2 separate regions of the Macaca mulatta genome follow, and region 2 is linked to region 1. Evidence: chromatin contacts called from public Hi-C data. All regions are on one chromosome and are shown on one strand. Each heading gives the region's core, a stretch centred on a gene start, on an enhancer-like site or on the middle of the called end of the contact. The rest is flanking DNA. Distances are from core to core; before and after follow the strand shown. Region 1 has its middle 240 kb from the start of ZNF438. Region 2 holds the start of ZEB1 (zinc finger E-box binding homeobox 1).

Evidence for each region. Hi-C and Micro-C count contacts between places; a contact is called where the count stands out from the background.
Region 2: a Hi-C map of fetal cortex germinal zone shows a contact between it and region 1, with 3 times the contacts expected there. The contact joins the promoter of ZEB1 here to the enhancer-like site in region 1. A contact is called at or near these places in 4 of 14 Hi-C or Micro-C datasets (blood, fetal cortex germinal zone, fibroblasts and 1 more).

Annotation. Positions count from the first base shown.
Region 1 is chr9:32,180,968-32,184,292 of T2T-MMU8v2.0, forward strand. No RefSeq gene overlaps it. Among named protein-coding and RNA genes, the nearest start is that of ZNF438, 240 kb to the right of the region's middle. Within about 2 kb of position 1,679, at least 12 of the 40 cell types and tissues checked have an H3K27ac peak or open chromatin away from gene starts, as enhancers often do. A contact at or near this core is called in fetal cortex germinal zone, where this site is marked.
Region 2 is chr9:32,703,092-32,705,978 of T2T-MMU8v2.0, forward strand. It overlaps ZEB1 (zinc finger E-box binding homeobox 1), which reads left to right and starts at 1,493. Exons shown (of 12, transcript XM_077946171.1): 1 at 1,493-1,569.

The DNA of each region.
Region 1 (3,325 bases), core at 429-2,928:
TTTAATTGGCATGCTCTGATTATAGGGCTTCAGGTGGAGCAAATGCATCAGCAGCTGCTCAGGAGCTGGAGAGAGTAAGGTGGCTTGAACCACACCGTGGTAGAGCAAGGGGAAGACGGTGAGTCGGGGGATGCAGCGTGCTTTTTGGGTGTAGAGTTGACAGGGCTTGCTGATGAGATCTGGTGTGGGGTAAAAGAAAGAATGAAAAAATGGCCTCCAATTTTTGGCTGAACATCAGGATAGATCGTAGGGCTATTTCCAGAGGTGGGACGACTCCATAAAAATGAATTGGGGCCAGATCCTCAAGTCTTGGCCATACTTGAGGGGCGTATTAGACACTTGGACAAAGTCCTAATTATCCTCAGGACCCACGGGGAAGCTGTTCTTCCCATGAAACTGTCTTGGACACTGCAGTCAGAATTAACAACCGCTGCCATTTAGTGAGCATGTGGCACATACCAGGCATGGTGCTAAGCACACCTATACCAGGATCCCAGACTCAGACTGGGTAACTGCGCCATGCTAACAGCTCTGTGGTGGAGCTACAGATGCTTAACCTGTCCTATAGCAGGGCATCTGTCTTTCCAGCTAGTTTATATCCAGCAGGGTCTCCTACTCTAAACTCTTTTCTAGTAGGTGGGGCATGGTGGTGCGCACCGGTAATCCCAGAGACTCAGGAGGCTGAGGTGGGAGGATCTCTTGAAGCCAGGAGCTCAAGACCAGCCTGGGCAACACAGTGTGACCCTCATCTCTAAAATAATTTTTTTAAAAAATTAGCCAGGTATGGTGGCATGTAGCTGTAGTCCCCGCTATTTGGGAGGCTGAGGTGGGGAGGACTGCTCGAGCCCAGATGTGGAAGCCTGCAGCAAGCTATGATGGCACCACTACACTCCAGCCTGGGTGACAGAGTGAGACTTCATCTCTAAAAATAATAATAATGATGGTAAGCTCCTTTCTGCTGGAAACCATGTCTGGCCTATATCAGAACTCTCAAGTACGGACCATGGGGGCTTTGTCTGCAGCACTGCTCATGCAGCACAGGAATTCCCAGGAGCTTTTGGAGCCACACCCAAACTCCAGAAAGGGCTGCCCTTTCCAGAGCTCTGCCCTGGCATTCTAGTGCTGGGTGGGAGGGAGCCCTCAGCCCTCCTGCGGCGCGGTAGTGAGGTGGGTTTCTGAGCAGCAATCCTAACGTCATCTTTCTCATGAATCCCTGTTTCTGCCCTGCTTTGAGAAGGACAGGTTGAAATGCCATCGCCCATCGCTGGGGGCCACAGCCTTCACCTCTGCCCTGAGGAAAAATGCTCCTTCCCAGGGGGCTACTAACATGGACTATTTGCCTGGTAGAACCAGGGACCCCGGGGTCCTGATGTCAGGGATCTGCCGGCCCTATCCCCTCCAACCTGCGGAGTGAAATAAATCTGCAGCCCTCCTCTGCTTCCCAGGCACTGAGGCATCTTCTGCAAAAATAACATTTTCTTCTCTTTCCAGAGCTACAGGCGCATGAACCGAAAGGAGGGCCAAGGCCCACTGGCCCCCAATCCCACTGGGAAGCTCGCCTGCAGGATCCAGAGTGCCTCGGCACCATCCTCCCCGGAAGAAAGCTCCCTTGTTCCAGGCACACAAAGGATGGGCGCTGGGCAGGCGACAGGCCATGAATGCTAATGGCCCAGGCGCTTGCAGGCTCCAGCTCTGCCTGGCGGGAAGGCCAGCCTAGTGCCTCTGCCACTCTTCACCCTGAGCCAGCCCTGGCCTGGGGCTGCAATGCAAGCGGCAGCTCCCTTTCCTGGGGACCCCATTTCTCTGCAGTGAGGTGGCCCTGTCCCAGGCCAGAGGCGTGGAGCCCTCCCGTGCCTATCACGTGGGAGTGCCTGGGAACCCAGGCGAGCATCTGTTGCAGGCTGCATAAACGTCTAAACATCCGTGCAAACTTGGACCAACAGGTCCTGCCGAAATGTGCTAACCATCTGCTTTTCCTTAGCTGTTTTTGAGCAAATTATGTTTATTATGTTAATTTATTTTACTGTCAACAACACAGAATGACACAGTTGCTGCTAAATATCATTATATATCTCAGCCTGGCATATCACCAGCAGGGCTTTTTTATTTTTTATTTATTTATTGTTTGTATATACAACAAGAATAAATACGTATTGAAATGTCGATCTATTTAAAATGGAGTCCGGGATGGTAAAGTCATCTGTACCGAAGGCCCTGGTTGCTCACCCTTCCAGGGAAGGCTTTTGCTAGGAGAGGCACCACAGCAGCTATCTGGGTGGGGGCCCAGGCCTGCAGCCCGCCCAGGTCCCTCTAGACAGTTCCATGTTTGGCCAGGAACATGGGGTTTCTCAGAAGTTTGTCGGGTTAGGAAAGAGAGGGAGAGAGAGAGAGAAAGAGAGAGAGAGAGAGGCTCCCAGGCGCCTGTTTTCTTCCCCAAACGTCCTCCTCCCTTAAAAAATCCTCCCATTTTCCAGATGGCCAAGCCTTGGGGACCCAGAGGAGCTGGGCAGAGAGAGGGTGTGCCCTAGTGACTCACTGGGAACCACCCTGAAACCCAAACAGCTGGCCAGGGGTTGCAGCTTATGATAATTACGTTTTTGATCATTTTCCCCCCTCAGAGACCAATATAACTCCACATTTCCAGAGAAAGAGAGAGGAGAAAAAATAAGGGCTGCTGAGCGGGAGGGAGAGAACCTGACAAGGAGAAGATCCTTCTGGAAATGTACTGAATCATTGTGCAGGGCGTGAAGGTACTGCTCTCCACAACTTCCTTAATGCTCAGCTAGTGGCCAAGCTAAGGAAGCTCAAAGTAGCACCATGCAGACTCAAATAGTTCATCAATTAGGTAATAAGCAACAGAAGGTAAGTGCAGTTTCCTGGGAGGAAACCAGGGCCTCAGACAGAGACCAGAGTGCCTGCAGAAGGGAACAGACTTTCATTCTGCTCACAGGCCCGACTGAGATCTCATCTGCACATCCCAACTGGGGGGACACAGGAGAGGCTGGTGTGGGCTTCCCTGCATGGTGGAGGGGAAATTTGCCTGAAGACCCCTCGGAAGCTGAGAAAAATCCCTAGGCGGCGTTTTCACAGCACAAATGACCTGCCTGGTCAAAAGATGTGGTAGCCAGGTGGCTGCTGGCTGTCCCTGCAAATATTTGGTTTCAGAGAATGAGTCGCATTACACAGTTTCATCTTTGGAGGCTGAGACAGCAGCGACCGTAAGCCTCCATCCTGGCTTGTGTGCAGCCACCAGTAGACAGCCCATAAAAACATGGGGCTCATGTTCACACAGATGGCTGTTGGTTTTACAGGCTGGGGGAGAGGA
Region 2 (2,887 bases), core at 243-2,742, 520 kb after region 1:
ATTATTAACGAATATTCTAAAATTCCAGAAAGTGTTCAAAAGATAATTTTAACCTAATAAAAAAATCCTGCCATGATGTGGCAAAAATTGTAAGCATAAATTTATTGAGCACCTATTATGTGTCACTGTACTAGGTGATGTACTACGTTATTTCCAATACTCTGGTCATGTTTCAGTTTTCTCCGTTTCTCTATCAATAACCCCTACATTGTTAATTTATAACTATATTATTTGGCATACAGCTCATTTATTCCATAAAGTTGGTCCCAAAGACGTTTCCTTATTCGAAGGAGGTGGGAAGCAGGAAGGAAACCTAAATCTAAATTCTACTGAACACTGAAGACAACTTTCTTGATATTTGTGGTTATCTGCGTGGTCTTTTCAGAAATCCCCAAACTTGTACCAAGTCAAGGATAAAATAAGATAAAATCAGCAATCTGTCAGGTTCAGAGATCACATCTGTCAGCCGATGCTTCTTGCCTTAAGGTCCTGCACAGCGATGACCGCTCATTTAGGAAGGAATTCATGGCCTGTGGATACAGGCTTAGCTCTGAGTCCTGCCGCCTAGGATCCCAGGGATCTACGCGAGGAGGAGGGCGGGGAGGGCGGACCGGGTGGGGGAGGCCGAGGTGACAGCAGGTGAGGGCCGGGTGCCGATGGGGAAGTGAGACAAGCACCGTGTGGGTATTACTCATTCCGCTCTACTAACGAGGCTGCTGGCAAGCGGAACTTCTAGCCTCTCTTTCAGTCCAGCTGAAGTTCAATCTCATTGAAGTCACTTCCCATCCTGGTTCGCTTGGGGGGAAACCGGGCGTCCCTGGAAGGGAAGGGAAGGGAGTCCGGGCTGCGCGGGTCAGGTAGCCTCTCTCCGGGCGCCGCATGTCCTCGCCGTCCCCGAAACTGCCCTTCCCCTCTTCAAGGGAACTCCCCGGGGAGTCCAGACCGCGATCCCTTTCCTTGGCCCCGGGGTGCGCGGGGCTGACACGCGAGGCGTGGGACTGATGGTAGCCCTGCCTCCAGGAAGCAGGCAGGCGGGGACCTCTGGGCGCTCGGAGGGGCAGCTCCGAGGGCACAGGGTCCAGAGAGAATCAGCCAGATCTCTCCCTGCCCAGGGCAGCCGCGGCGGGTGTGGCCAGCGCGGAGGCAGGACGCCGCCGAGCCTCCAACTTTACCTTTCCAACTCCGACAGCCCGTCGCCTTTCTGACCACGTCCCCACGGTTTCCCAACACCCGCCTCCCTCACCCCACCACACCTGAGGAAAACTTTTCCCTCGCCCCTCAATTCAAATTCACCAGTGCCCACGGTTGCCGCAAACCGCCCAGTCCCTAGCAACAAGGTTCCGGCCGTAGAGCGAGCGCCTCTAGGTGTAAGGAAGGTGATGTCGTAAAGCCGGGAGTGTCGTAAACCAGGTGCGGTGGGGAGGGGGGAGGGGTGGAGGCGGAGGGGTGGGGGGGAAGGGGGAGGGAGGGGGAGGAGGTGACTCGAGCATTTAGACACAAGCGAGAGGATCATGGCGGATGGCCCCAGGTGTAAGCGCAGAAAGCAGGCGAACCCGCGGCGCAATAACGGTGAGTGGCGGAGGGGACCGGGGAGCAGCGGAGTCAGGGGGAGCCGGGCAGCCGGGGCGCCCCCGGGGGTGAGAGGGGCGAGCCGGGCTGGGGGCGGCCGGGGCAGGGACGGCAAAGTGGAGTGGGAAAGTAGAAAGTAGTGCTCTCTGCCCCCCTCCGCTGCCGTCGCTGCCGGAGCCGCGCCGCGGCCGCTCGCTCTCCCTGAACCGTTATGTCTCTTACCTGGTCTCTCTCCGCCTAGCGGCTCCAGCCGCCCCTGCCGCCTCCCTGGACCGTTAGCCGCCGCCGGCGCCGCCGCATCCCCGGCGCAGGGCGGGCGGCCGGGACGCGCTGGCCACTTTTCTGGTCCCGGGTGGAGCGGCTGTTGCTTCTTTCGGCACTTTTCCCCACTCTTGTACCCTTCGGCGCCTCCCTCTGCACTTCCTCCCGGCCCCCTCGGCGGGATTCTCCCTCAGCGCCCAAGCACCCGGGAGCCGCAGAACAAACTTGTGCCCGGCGCTGACCGTGCAAAGTGGCTTCCGCGCGCCGCGGCCCCGGCTGGCGCCGTCGTTCGGGCCCCGCGACTCGGGCCGGGCTGTGGGCGCGCGGCGGGCGGGCGGCGGCGGGACGGGACGACCGCGGGTTGCGTGGGGTCCGTGCGCGCGTGTGCGCGGGCGCCGGCGGTGCGCGCCGCGGGCGGACAGGGCTTGGCCGGCGGCGGTAAAGTTGGGACCCGCGGGCCGGGCGCGCTCGCGGAACGGGGATTAGAGGCGGGGGCGCGGGTGCCTAAGCGCCCCTCCTTTCCGGCGCCTCCCGCCGCCGGGCCCAGAGCCCCGGCCTGGGGACTCCGCTACGAGCCCCGCGATTGGGGTCCACGTTTGGCGGGGCGCGGCGGGGAGGCGCGGGGACAGGGCAGGAAAGGCACCTACTTAACGCCACCGGGAGCCGCGCGGATGGAGGCGAGCTGGGCGGCGGGTGTGTTTGCGGAGTTGTTACCTGGGCTTAGAGACCGGGAAGCACCACAGACAGATCCCCCTCCCGGGGCAGACGCGGTCTCTGCGCCGGGATGGGCCGGTGTGCGTGCGCCTCTCGCTTTTCTCTTTCGCTTTTTGGGGAAGTTGTTACCTGGGCCGGACGCACGGAGCGCTGAAGCCGGATAATGGGGCTTGGATGGCGCTCTGGGTCTCGGGTGGAAGGAGGGTGGGGGGAGGGGGCGGACGGACCGACGGACGCGCGGGGCTGCTACTCGCGCCGCAGCTGCAGTGTTTATTGATTTGTGCTGCTGTGCCAGGGGAAACACACACCCCTCTGCCTGGCGTGAGAGTTAAAAAAAAGAGAG